3 separate regions of the Mus musculus genome follow, and all the other regions are linked to region 3. Evidence: chromatin contacts called from public promoter capture Hi-C data. All regions are on one chromosome and are shown on one strand. Each heading gives the region's core, a stretch centred on a gene start, on an enhancer-like site or on the middle of the called end of the contact. The rest is flanking DNA. Distances are from core to core; before and after follow the strand shown. Region 1 holds the start of Vipr1 (vasoactive intestinal peptide receptor 1). Region 2 holds the start of Sec22c (SEC22 homolog C, vesicle trafficking protein). Region 3 holds the start of Entpd3 (ectonucleoside triphosphate diphosphohydrolase 3).

Region 1 (4,725 bases), core at 1,249-3,748, 1.1 Mb after region 3:
AGGTGATGTGGGAATCCCTTCTCAGGATATGGTGGGGAAGGTAACTACAAACACCACCACCAGCACCCGCTCCTTCAGCCTTGGAGATCTCCGTCTGCTTCAGGTGCTTTCTCTTAAACCTCAGGTACCTGCTCCCTCCACCTCGGATGTCTGTTCCCTCAGTCTCAGTTATACCTGCTTCCCAAGCCTCATGAAGCCCATCTTCCCCCATCTCTTCAGAAGTCCCTTCTCTCCTGAAGCCTTCCCTATTACCTAGGTAAACAACAGTAGCCTCCTCCTCAGATTCCACAAGGCTCCCCCAGGAGTAGGTGCATGGTTGACCTCCCAGTGTCTCAGAACAGAGACTTTAAGAGGCAGCAGGAAATAAGCTGGGTTGCATTTTTAAGGTTGTTTTTGCTGTTTTCCTGCTCCTTTTGTTTTTTGAGCGTGTCTTGTGTCCTTTGATGGTAAAGAAGGATGGGTCCCCAGGGAACAACCAGAAAGAACTGAGAGTAGCTTTCACAGAGAATTGGAAGAGAAAGCTATTCTCCCCAAGACATCTTCCTCTCCTGGGGGTCAGGCCGGGAAGACACCAGGGGATCCTGCCGATGTTCTCAGCTGTAGCCTAGCACCAGCCTTCCAACCTCCAGCCCAAGAAGGATCAGCGTGGACAGGGCAGCCATCACCACTGGTGGCCTCTACCTCCCATCTATTCACCTGCCTGGTGAAGGTCACATAGCAAAATGGAGTCTGGCTTCCCACTTCCTTCCCGGTACCCAAAACCCTCCATCCACCCCCACCCCCATGCCCAGATCTCTGTCCACAGAGAACACGGAAATGCTAACAGGACCATGAGGTGAAGCACCGTAGCATTTTGCTCAGGCTGGTCTGAAATCCACAGGAATCCTCCTCCCGAAGCATACAGAGCAGTGGGATCACAGGCACGTGCCACCCCGCCCCATATCAGCATTCTGCAGCTGCCTAGGTGACATATGGGGGTGGGCAGGGTTGAGAGCCAAAGCTCACATCTGGGACTTGAGCATACCACCTCAAGAGCTGGTAAGACCTCACTGCCCGGTTAAGAGGCCTAAGGCCTAAGAGGAGTGTGCCCATGGTCACAAGCGAGGCAAACCCCTATTCCTGCTCACAGTGACTCCCGAAATCCTAGCCCTGAAGCACTGAATGGCAACTACTAAACAGCTCCCTCTTCTGACACCCCATAACTGGAGAAAGGCCTGTGACAACTAGCCCATTCTCTATCCGGAAGCAGAAATTGCAGGGAGTGCCTCTTACCTCCTATGCCCTGGTGCGTAGTAGAGGCCTGGCTCAGGCTCAGGCTCAGGCTCAGGGGGAGAGAGAACAAGGGAAGTGCGGTAGACTAGGAAGGAGAGGAAGGAGGAAGGCCAGGGGTTTGCTTCCAGACTTTTCTGTAACCGACCTCAAGGCCACGCCCACAGCGTTAGTTTCCCACGTTGCAGGTTGGGAAGGCTGGAGAATCCTCGGGAAATTCCCGCGCTCCTGCTGGCCAGAAAGCGCCCGGAGAGCGACTTCCTTCAAATGGATCGCACACCCTACTTCGCGCAGGGACACGCGGCCCTCTGCAACTCCGCCCCTCCTCCCACCTTCTATCCCACCGCGCCATCAGCCCCCCACATCACCTTCTCACCATGATCACTCGAGCTCTTGGAAAGTCATCTGCACGGGTTCCCTAAGACGTAGCGCGAAGGGCTCTGAGTCGGTAACCCCGCGCCCCACGCTAGCACCGAATAATCCGAGCCCTAAAGACAAGCTTCGGAGGGAGAGCAGCCTCAGATCACCCGCTACCGGCCCGCCCGATCTTGGAGACACAGCGCGGGACACTGGCACCCTGATCCTAGTCCCTGGGGACTCCGGGAAGACCGGTCTGTGGGCAGCCTGGGCCCAAGAAAGGGTACAGGCTTTGGTCCCCGCGCGGGGGCGCTGGAACATTGACTTCTCGTCCCTCACGAGCTGCGCCGGCCAAGTCGTGTCCAGCTCTGAGTGCACCCTGCCCTGGGCGGCCAAGAGGAACCCCCAGTTGGGACTCCCCGACCCCGGCTGCGCCCCCTCGGCTTCTCCCTTGTCGCAGATGGTTCCAACAGCGTGATCCGCTGGACCCCATCGGAGGCCAGCCTTCAGCCCTGGAAAGCTGTGGCCCTTCTAGTCCAAGAATTTGGGCTGCAAGCCGACGTGGAAACCGGGGAGCCGGCAGCTAAACTCCCTGGAGCCGAAGACTGGAGGAGCTCACTGCCAGGGGCCGAGGGCGCAGCCGGGGTTGAGAGAGAAAGGTGCGGGCGCGGGGAACACTGGGCGGTGTTGAGCCCAGCGTCCCCGCATCGGAGAGCCGAGAGGATGCTCGCTAGCTAGCAGCTCCCGACGACGCGCACCTCTAGCGGGACTCTGTGCTCACGCCCCCGGGGGCCCCGGCTCCGCCCCCTACCTGCGCCGAGGTACCGCCTCCGCCGTGCCATTGGCTAACCCCGCCGCCCGTCAGACGAGCCCCCGCCGCCCTCCCCTAGCCTGGAGCTGTGCCTCATAGCGCCCGGGCCGCTGGCCCGCGCCACTCTCCCGCGCTGCGTTAGCCACAGACCCCGTAGGCGCTCTCGGCTGCCTGCCGCGGGCTCAGGGCGGACCATGCGCCCTCCGAGCCTACCGCCTGCCCGCTGGCTCTGCGTGCTGGCAGGAGCCCTCGCCTGCGCCCTCGGACCCGCGGTGAGTGTGTGCCCCTCCACCCAGATCCCACGGATGGGGGAACTGCGGGGGCAGCGTATCCGGGACCATCTGGCCATCGGGGGGCAGCAGGAGCGCGGTTCTCGTCTTCTCTCTTCTGTAGCCCAGAGGCGTGGGAGCTCGGTAGCGGCGGGTCCCTCTTAGCTCATCTTAGAGCGCTCACCGCGAAGTGATCCCAATCAGCGATGAAGAGGTTGGGGGCGAGAGGGAGCCCCAGACTTGCCTTGCGATGAGTGCCTGTGGGGGTACGTGGGGAGGAGAACTGTGGGTGGCACGATCGAGTGAGATGGGAGATCCTGTAGACTGTCGGGTGGGAAGGAGGCTGTGTCTGGAAGCCTCTCTGGGTATTTTGAGAACTTGTGCGATGAAGACAGCACAGCATCAGACCTTAGTGCCTGTACCCTGGGGAGGGGTCCTTGGGATCTGGTGAGAATTTCATTCTGTGCTCTTTATCCTCTAACTATAGGCTGATGGTGGGCAGGTAAAAGCATGTATTGGGAAAAGCAGGGGGGCTTGCTCTACCTTAGACCTCGGCTTCCTCCCACACAGACATGTGTGTGGGTGTGCTCCTGTGGCTGTGACAGACTCACCAGGGTCATGGGGCAGACACCTGGTCACCTCCTCTGAGACTAAGAAAGACCTCAAGACTCAGAGACCCCCTAAACCCATTTTACAGAAGGGCAAAATGAGGCCACAGGAGCCACACCTGTCCCTGCCAGCCACACTTGGACAGAGGTGATCTTCCCTTCCCTTGCTCTAGGTCTGTGGAGCTGTTGCTTCAAGATTGTCTTTTCCTTAGTGGATTCTGGTCTGGAACAAGTGGGCTGCCTGGAGGAAGTGGGGAATCTTGGTCGGTCACCTTAGTGCAGTCTATCCCGTGGTCCCTCCCTAATCACAACCTTTCCCAGGGCAGGGATCAGGACATGAATCTGTTTCCTCCTAGCTGGTGTCTGGCACACCCTGCTCTGGAAAATCTCACCACCCCCCCAACCCCTTCCGGAGAAGGTGCTGCTCTCTGAGAATTGGACAGTGTTGCCCCCTTCCTCCTGTTTACAGCCCCTCCCCACACTCCAAGCTTCATCAGACTCTGGCCCTCAGTGTCACAGACCACACTAGCAGCCCTCCAACTTCCCCAACTCTGTGTCCTGGCTACTCCATTTTGGATAAGCCAGGGGTTTTTGGACCACTGGAGGCCTCTGGCCCCAGGTACCATCCATCTAGAAACAGATTGAGCCCAGTCCCTCCAATTCCATCTTCCTACTTCTTATTTGGAGGTGCCAACTCTAGCTCCTCCTCCAGGGAGCCTTCCCTGGTTGCCTCTGATCTTTCCACTCCAACCCCATCTTCAGTTCCACTAGCCTCCCAGCCTCGGCTGCCCTCTTGGTCCACAAAATGAGGGGAAGGGACTTAGCCTGGACTGGAGGGGGACCCCAGCCCCTGCTCTCCTCTCCCTGGAATGGAGGGGGACCCCAGCCCCTGCTCTTCTCTCCCTGGACTGGAGGGGGATCCCAGCCCCTGCTCTTCTCTCCCTGGACTGGAGGGGACCCCAGCCCCTGCTCTTCTCTCTCTGGACTGGAGGGGACCCCAGCCCCTGCTCTCCTCTCTCTGGACTGGAGGGGGACCCCAGCCCCTGCTCTCCTCTCCCTGGACTGGAGGGGGACCCCAGCCCCTGCTCTCCTCTCCCTGGACTGGAGGGAGACCCCAGCCCCTGCTCTCCTCTCCCTGGACTGGAGGGGGACCCCAGCCCCTGCTCTTCTCTCTCTGGACTGGAGGGGGACCCCAACCCCTGCTCTCCTCTCCCTGGACTGGAGGGGGACCCCAGCCCCTGCTCTTCTCTCCCTGGACTGGAGGGGACCCCAGCCCCTGCTCTTCTCTCTCTGGACTGGAGGGGGACCCCAGCCCCTGCTCTCCTCTCCCTGTCCTCAGTTGCTCCCTCCTGGAACGGACACCCAGTGTTCCTGCTGCAGCCGGACTTGGGGGGGTCATGTTATCAGAGTC
Region 2 (4,462 bases), core at 449-2,948, 1.2 Mb after region 3:
GCTCAGAGCTTCCTTGGACCCACTTCGCAGGTGAGGAAAACTAAGGATCAGGAGGTAGAAGCAGACTTCAGTCTCCCAGTTCCATACTCTTTCCACAGTATGTGGACCTCAAAACCAAACCTCCGAGTTCTCAGCTATTGTCTCTCTAAAGACGCCCTCTCCACCGCAGAACTGCCAACACCTAACCAGAGGCAGTGTGGGTCTCAAACCTGTAATCCCAGCACCAGAGAACTTGGGCTATAGTGAGACTATGTTTAAAAACAAAAACAATCTCTAATCAGAGACTTGCTGGTAGAGGAAGGGTCCCTACAAGTGCCCCTTGAAATGCAGAGTGTGGTGGCTTAAGCTCATAATATCAGCACTTGGGGGGTGGGGTGGAGGCAGGAAGGTCAGGAGTTCAAAGTCACCCCCAGGCGAGTGGCATGTTAAAGGGCAGTTTAGGCTGCAGGACAGCCTGCCTAAAACAGAACCAAGTGGTGAGTAAACTGCTGGAGTTAAAGCTCAGAGGCACACACCGTTAATCCCAGGATTTAGAAGAGGCAGGCAGACCCAGGCCAGCATGGCCTACACAGTAAGTTTCATACCAGCCAGGACTACAGAGTGAGACCCTCTCTAAAATAAAATAAAACCACCTCTCCTTACCTAGTGTATTATACTCTAAAGTCAGTTGTCTTGTCTGGCTATGCACTGCCTCTATCTCTGCCACCTGAGTGCTGGGATTAAAGATGTGCACCATCACCCCAGCCTTGATCTGAAATTCTTTATGAGACCTCAAGATGTCCTCTCTGTTGTCCACTAAACATTTACGAGGCATCTCTAGGGACCTGTCTACAACTGTCTTCCTGAGAAAGCTGCGGTGCGAATGAATCCTGTATATCAGTGTCAGGCTATGCAAAGCTGTCCCCGTTCTCATTTCCCTGACAAGTTCTTTACCTGAATAAACTCTCTGTGTAGACTTTTACAGACACGTTGCTCTAGCATTGGCTCTGCACTGAGGGTTGCTTTAGTTTCTCTGATCTTGTCACCCGCTACACCAACCGAGCTGGGCATGGAGGCCATACACCTGTGATCCCAGAACTTGCGGGGCGGGGAGTGGAGGCAGGAGGATCCCAAGCTCAAGGCCAAACTCGAGTTACATGGGGCTCCGTTTCACAAGACCGCAAACTGTAACGGCACCTTTCATCAGAGGTAACTCAGTTCCTTCCCTGGATTTGGCTTTTTGCAAGCTTGACCCCCGCTCTGCTCTGCAGGTTCTTTGTCCCGGCTTATCCAAGTCCAGGAAAGTTGGTGTAGGGGTGACCAGGCCTTGAAGAAGCCAAGTTCTGCTAGACCAGCAGACTAAGGAAAGTTTGCTCTCAAAAGAAGCAAGTGACAGGACTAGAGTTCAGTCTACATAAAGGGAACCACCGCCCCGCCCTCCCGAGACACGCCCCGGCCCCGCCCCGGGCAGCAGGCACAGCGGGCAGCGCATCCCAGCCGGTACGCACCGTGCAGGGGGCCGGGCCTCGGCGGAGTCCCACCGGCCCGGGCTGCAGCCCGGTGGCCTAGACCCCGACCCCACCTCTCCACGCCCGCCTGGCCCGCTAACCTCACCTCGCCCCCGCGGCCGACCTCCGCCTCGGCCACCGCAGCCCACCCCGGCGGCCGGCGGGGTGCAGGTTACCCGCGGCCCGGCTGTAGGAGGCAGGATGTGGTGCTCATGCGCACACCGTGAGCTCCCATTCGCTGCTGCTAAGCGACGCCAAACAGACCAATCGTGGGGCGTCTCTGCTGTCCAGTTGTTCAGACCCGGGAATTGAGTGAATCTACCAGGGCTGGCCCGGGTTTGCTCCCCTCAGCCCGCGTCTCTTCCGCAGGTCCCCAGGCCCACGTGCGAGTCTCACCTCGAGCGGTGAGAAGAGGCTCCGACGTCCCCACGATGCCTGGCCTGGAGCGGACAGGGCTGTTCTCCAGAGGCGTCTAGGCCCCGTGTGACTGGAGTGACACTCCCTGGGCGTGGGTTCTTGCAGGCTACGCAGCTGGGCAAGAGGCCCGAGATAGAGGATCCGAAGAGCACAGCCTTCTGCCAGCCTGGAGGAGGTGCCAAAGTCCGATCCCTGAGCCACACACACCTCGCTATGAGGCTGGAGGGAGATTGGGTAGCACAGTTAGGCCCTTACTGTTTTGACAAGTGCTGAGCACCGCTGTTTGCCGCGCACTGCGTACACAGGAAGTGTGAACACAGAAACCAAATCAAGAGAAGGGGGTAGGGCACCAGGCAGGAATTCTGGTGTTTAAACACGAGTTATGCTTCACAGAAGCATGGGTTCCAAAGAGAATTTACAGGAACAGTTGTCTTGGAGTTGGGGCTCAGGAAAAGCTTCTCCAAGTCTCAGGCCATTGGGCAAGGGAGAGTTTGTGTGTTTCAGAGACATTTGCTTGTGCACAGAACTCTGTGGGGCTGAGGATGTATCTCTGTTGATAGAATAACTGAACTACAAAACCCCGGGTCAGGCCTGTCACCCTCTTCATACATCAGAACTCCAGGCTTTCCTTGGAACGTCCCGGCTCTGGTTCTCAGGACCTCAGCTTCTCACTAATGTTACATCATCAGCTTCACGGATACTTCATTTTTATCCCTTGAGACAGGGTCTTGTGTATCCCAAGCTGACCTTGAATTCACTGTGTAGCAGGCTGACTCTGAAGGCTATCCTACAAACTCCATTTGCTGGGCGCTGGGATTACCGATGTGTGTGTGCTTCCACAGCAAGGTTGTGTGGCTCTGGAGCTCAACCCCAGGGCTTCCTGCCTTCTAGACAAGAGCACTACCCACTGGGCCACATCCCCAGTCCCAGCTCCCCTGATTCTGAGGCCAAGTGCAAGTCAGTGAACCCCAGAACTGGCTCCCCTGGTTCTCAGCCTCTGTCACCACATGAGCATGTTCCCCTCATAAACCACCATATAGTCAGAGAGAGCCTATCCATTCCATCTCTGCGGAGAAGCCTACAGTGGGTGCCAACCTAGCAGCTGGATAGACACGGTACATGGAGAGACCTGAGCTGAGTGAAGACTTCTAAACGACACTTCTCTGGTGGGTGGAAATGGAAGCAGGGCTTATGTAACCACAGACAAATTACAAAACGAACACAGGAAGACTTGTGACAGCCTAAGATAGCCTTTGGGCATTATTGTGTTCTGGTATTCAAGTCATGCCATGGTTCCCTCCCACACCAAGTCAGGGCTTGTCTGTAACAAGTCCCAACAAGGCTAGTTCATAACATTCACAAAGGAGAAAAACATGAAGGAGACCAACACCCTGTCCACTGTGTGCTCTGTCTACATAGAGGATATTTGGTATTAGACCTAGAAAACTCTAGATTTAGCAGTTGTGATGGTTTGTATATGCTCGACCCAGGAAGTGGCACTATTAGAAGGTGTGGCCCTGTGGGTGTGGGCTTTAAGATCCTCATCCTAGCTGCCTGGAAGCCAGTATTCTGCTAACAGCCTTCAGACGAAAATGTAAAACTCTCACCTCCTCCTGCACCATGCCTGCCTGGATGCTGCCATGTTCCGGCCTTGATGATAATGGACTGAACCTCTGAACCGGTAAGCCAACCTCAATTAAATGTTGTCCTTTATAAGACTTGCCTTTGCCATGGTGTCTGTTCACAGCAGTAAACCCCTAACTAAGACAGGAGTGTAGTGCCTCACACCTGTTATCAGTATTCACACCAGTATTCACACCAGTGTTCAGGAGGCTGGTAGAGGAGCCTTGCCATGGATCTGCGGCTACCCTGGGCGAAATAGTGAATCCTAGGCAAGCTTGAACAGAGACCCTATTTTAAAACAACAACAACAACAACAAAAACCAAGAGGACTGGAGAATTGGCTCAGGAATTCAGATCACCTTGTTCCTCTTGCAGAGGACCCGGGCTTTACTGTGTATGCTCACACAGTGGCTCACAAACATCTGTAAGTCCTAGATGACTTGACATCCTCCCCTGATAGCCACAGGCACCAGACAGGCACGTGGTGCACATACACATATGCAGGCAAAACATTCATCCACATACATCTAAACAAAATGTTTATAAAGCAAAAATACATCTAAACACAATGTTTATAAAGCAAAAATAAAGAACTTCAGGCTGGCATGTGGTGCCAGTGAGGGGATGTTTTCGAAGCATGCATGCATGGGAGTGTTTGTGGAGCATGCATGAGTGAAGCGTCGACCGACTTCTGTCCCCAGCACCGCAACCACATCTGGAGCCTCAGCACTCAAAAGATACAGATGGGAGAATCAGAAGCACAAGGTCATCGTTTGAGAGACACTGTCTTAAAACCAAAATAAATGAACAAGATCTTTTTTAATGTGACGAAGCCTTGGGATATTAGTATCTGAGACGTGAGTGATTTAGATAGAATGTTCCTTCACCTTCTGTCTGGCACACCTGGTGAGTCTTAGGCTCTACCATAGAATATA
Region 3 (4,515 bases), core at 1,901-4,400:
GTACGAGTGCTTCCAGGGGGATGGTGAAGCAAGCGCCTCGGAATAACCGGGCTGGTCTGGGAGCTGCAGAGGTGTTCCTTTAGTGTGAACCAGAACTGAGCTTCCAGGGGAATAAAGGGAGAGCTGAAGCCGCCCACAGAGGAGGCTGGCACTGTAGACTGAGGTGAGCAAGGAGAGCTGGCTCAGATGGATCTTGGGCTATTTTTAGATACATTTAGGTCCCCTGGCCCAAGAACCTTTCTCGGTTCCCAGCAGCTCACCAGAGTTGCTACTGTCAGATGTATACCTTAGAACAGATCTCTCACTTTGGGTCTGGGTGACAAGCCAACTGCAGTCAGTGGACTCCTGTTCCCCTAGATGCATAAGGACCCAGGTTTTTATAACATGTGTTATGTTCCAGTACCCCATAGTGTTCGAAGAAATTAAGTCTTATATGTAGTCAACACTCCTTCCCCCAGAGCAGATCATATACCAGTCCTTCAGCAAGGACCCATCTCCATCCAACACTGCTCCTTGTGAACACACACATATACTCACACATTCACACATACACACACTCATACATAACTCACACACTCACATACACAGCCACACTCACACATACACTCATGCATAACTTATAGACTCACATTCACATATACACACTCATACACATACACTCCACACACACATACACACATACACTCACACACACTACACATACCCTCTCACACACACACTTACACACATACCCTCCTCACATACACACACAGTCACACATGGGCTTTTCTCTCTAGGCTCACAGGTTTTCAAGCAGGAATTCCTCTCTTCAAGCCCTCTGTCCATCCCACAGGGACTTCAGCCCTACTTACAAAGGAGCAAACCAGTGGAATTTTAGAAGGCAGCCAAGGACCTTGCCCTCAGACCTTCCTTCCAGACCTACTGAGCCACAAGGGAGGATGGTTCAAGACCTCTATCGTCCTTAGCTTTGATTGTCAATTTAATGATAGAATCATTTGAGGAAGAAAACCTCAATTGAGGAATTGCCTAGGTCAGATTGACCAGTGCATATCTTTATTGGGGATTGTCTTGATGTCGGAGGGTCCAGCCCACTGTGGATGGCACCATTCCCTGAGCAGGCTGCCCTGGATTGTATAAGAAAGGTGAGCATGAGCCTGTGAGACATTAGTCCAGTACACATCCTTCATGGTTCCATTTTAACATCCTGCTTGAGAATCCTACCCTGACTTTCCTCACTGATGCCCTGTGACCTGGAAATATAGTCAAATAAACCCTTTCCTCCCCTAAGGTGGTTTTGGTCAGAGTGCTATCAGAGCAACAGAAAATACAACAGGACAACCTCTCACTCAAGCTTCTAGCTTTGGGCCCTCTAAGGAGCCAAGAGGCTGCACCAGAAATGGGCTCCGAAGCCCTCTGGGTCTCTGCAGTCCCTGGGCTGTCCTTCTTTGTCATCTGTCCTATTTGGCTTCCTCCAAGCTGTTTTTGTCCTGACTGTTGGCTCAGTGATGTTTAGAATGAAGGAGCATACTTTTCGGTCCCCATTAAGCCCCCTGGGAATCACCACCACAGATTGGCTTGAGAGTGTGTCTGCCCAGTTCTGTGTTCTCCAGTGTCCGCCCACGTGACTGGAACCCACCTGCCTACTCACCATACCCCATTCTAGTTGTTCTGCACGACACACCCTCTTCCCAGAGAGACTGAGGGGGAATGCACGGAGTTATGTGTGCTCTCAGAGTGGCCTGCCCTGTCCTAATTGGCCCTTGGTTCTGTTTTTCCCTCCAAAAATGTTTGATGGGGAAACTAGGAAAATAAAGTTACCTTGTAGCATGTGTGGTGACCCAAGAGTGACCCCAGTACTAGAAGACTAAGGCAGGAACAAGTGCAAAGCCAGCCTGGGCTACATAGGCAAATCTTGTCTCAAAACAACACACAAAACAGGGTACTGGGCTCCATTCTCCTTTCAGCCTTCCTGCGCTGACTCAGAGCCTCACAATTGCCTGTGACTCCAGTTCCAGAGGATCTGAAGCACTGTGGGTGTCCTCACACACACATGGTATACACACACACACACCACATCACATAATAAGTATATGTAATAATATATAACAAACAATATATAGGCTTAATAATACAACTTTTCTTTTAAAAAGGTTGTCTTGACAGATAGAAGACCGGCAGGCAAGGTGTCTTGGGGTTTCACTTCTGTGAAGAGACAATATGACCACGGCAACTCTTATGAAGGAAAACATTTAACTGAGGCTGGCTTAGAGTTCCAGAGGTTCAGTCCATTATCATCATGGTGGGAACCACGCAGCCTGTGGGCAGACGTGGAGCCAAAAGTTCTACATCTTGATCCTAAAGCAGCCGGAGACTGGATGTGTTCCGCGGTGGGTGTGATTTGAGCGTATAAGAGCTCAAAGCCCTGCCTCCACAGTGACATTCTTCCTCCAACAAGGCCACACCTCCTAATAGTGCCACTCCCTGTGGCCAAACATTCAAACACATGAATTTGTGGGAACCAAACTTACTCAAACTACCACCCAGGGGGTGCCTCTTGGGACTGGGGGCAAGGTCACATCACATCCTCTTCTGCCTTGGGTTCAGGGGACTGTGCAGGGAGTTAGAAGATAAAGATGTGGAAAGCTCTCTGACTGGGTCCTGGTGGGACACTGAGCTAACTAACCCTGTCAGCTTAAGAGCATCTGCCATCACCTAGGAAACACACTTCTGAGCAAGTCTGAGACTGGGTGTCTAGGCTGGGTTAACTGGGCCAGAAAGACCCATCTTGAACGAGGGTGGTACCAGCGCTTTAGGCTGGGATCTCTGGTACCTGAATGCAGACAGGATGTGACTGCAGTCTAAGATCCTGCCAAGATACGTTTTTAGGACAGTACCTACAACCGTGAGTCACCTTTTCTTCTTTAGGTCCCTTTTGTCAGGTACTTTGTCAGCAACGAGGGAAGTAACTAAAACAAGGCCTGAAAGGATTGGCTACCCCCCACGTGGCAATGATTCCCCCTCCATCCTCATGCCGGACAGGCTGGGGTGAAGTGAAAGAGAAGAGCCTGGGAAGGTGAAGAGGTCCTGGCCCCAGCGCTTGCGGGAGGCGGTCCCTAGCAGGCTGCGCCACCCACGCCACCTCGCTCCGCCTCCTGGACTCCCGCACCCCAGAGGCGCCTCCGCTTTTCAGCAACCCGCAGCGAAAGCAGCGCCCAGGTAAGGTCTGGCCCCGCGCGCAGGAGTGGGATGGAGCAGGCTGTGGGGGGCTGGGAGCGGGGAGGGAAGGAACCAGCACAGCTTCCCGCAGAGGGCCGCAGGCAGGAGCTGAAACCCGGGGAGCTGGGCACTGTCATCTGACAGGGACAGGACACCGCGTCACGAAGCACCCCAAGACCTGCAGATGCAGGGGACGGGCCAACTCCCAGGTCCCCACCCTGATCCCCAGGGCCTGACAGCTGTCTGCTGGTGTTCAGCTCAGGGAGCTGGAGACACCCCGCGGGTCTTTAAGGGTGACTGCATGCTGGCAGCCACCAGCACACACCGATGCCAACCGGCTTTGCTGGTGCGCTTTGAAGTATAACCCAGCCCGAGCCTTGTGAATATTACTAAGAGGGGGTTCGCTCTGCCCGGGTGCTGGTCACAGGTGCGGCCCACAGGAGAAAAAAAAAAAAGAAAGAAAGAAAGAAAGAAAGAAAGAAAGAAAGAAAGAAAGAAAGAAAGAAAGAAAGAACACATGCGCGCTCACACAAGCTTTTGGGGTTTTATTTTCAAAATTGCTCTCTAGTTAAAGTTTTAACCAATCCATTCTTCCAGCTTTACATTTGGGGAGGGGATACTGGGTTTGGAGTTCCAGCTTCCATCGGTCTCTGACGTTCTGGTTTGACCTCATTGTTTCTAAAGAGGCTTCGATTTAGATGACGTTGTGTTCAATATCAATACGTGCAAGTTTAGCCACACGCTCCTTCTGTGTTCTTACCCCTGCAGCCCGGAGAGAAGATGTTTACCGTGATGACCCGCCAGCCATGTGAACAGGCAGGTAAGTGTTGCTCACTGGATGCTAGGTTTTGTCAGACCCAGGGAGAATCCCAGCTTTGGTTCGTAGCTCTCCATCTATATCTCCTGTGAATGGCTGTTTATCGTTGTTCCAAGACTTCGCTCACCTGGGTTTCACCCTTGACATTCTTCAGATAAAAGTAATGCTTTTCCACAAAGCCACAGGAAACAAGGGCTAACACGAATGTTTGGCTTAAATGGTTTTTCCTGTTCGTATAATCCATTATTTTGGCTCTTGTGGTTTCCTTACCTAGCTATGTGTAAGGTTTGTGTTATGTGTTGTTGACGTGGGAATGAATCCTGATAGAGTTGGGTCGCCCTGAGTACTATGGTAAGCTGCACAGGAACACCTCTCCCTCTCATCTGTCTCTCTCATTTGTCTCTCATCTGTCTCTGTCTCTCTGTCTCTGTCTCTGTCTGTCTCTCTCTCTGTCTCTCTGTCTCTGTCTCTGTCTCTCTCTG

What was found. Promoter capture Hi-C pulls out the DNA fragments that hold promoters and counts their contacts.
Region 1: a promoter capture Hi-C map of liver shows a contact between it and region 3, with 3 times the contacts expected there. The contact joins the promoter of Vipr1 here to the promoter of Entpd3 in region 3. A contact is called at or near these places in 1 of 39 promoter capture datasets (liver) and 1 of 115 datasets of contacts at active chromatin or transcription factors (embryonic forebrain).
Region 2: a promoter capture Hi-C map of embryonic stem cells shows a contact between it and region 3, with 4 times the contacts expected there. The contact joins the promoter of Sec22c here to the promoter of Entpd3 in region 3. A contact is called at or near these places in 3 of 39 promoter capture datasets (embryonic stem cells, neutrophils and stem cell-derived epiblast-like cells) and 1 of 9 other capture datasets (embryonic stem cells).

Annotation. Positions count from the first base shown.
Region 1 is chr9:121,640,218-121,644,942 of GRCm38.p6, forward strand. It overlaps Vipr1 (vasoactive intestinal peptide receptor 1), which reads left to right and starts at 2,499. Exons shown (of 13, transcript NM_011703.4): 1 at 2,499-2,709. The coding sequence starts at 2,632. It also overlaps a transcript of Lyzl4 not described here.
Region 2 is chr9:121,703,331-121,707,792 of GRCm38.p6, forward strand. Sec22c (SEC22 homolog C, vesicle trafficking protein) reads right to left here and starts at 1,699. Exons shown (of 7, transcript NM_001164562.1): 1 at 1,594-1,699.
Region 3 is chr9:120,536,668-120,541,182 of GRCm38.p6, forward strand. Entpd3 (ectonucleoside triphosphate diphosphohydrolase 3) reads left to right here and starts at 3,151. Exons shown (of 11, transcript NM_178676.5): 1 at 3,151-3,216; 2 at 3,985-4,036. The coding sequence starts at 3,997.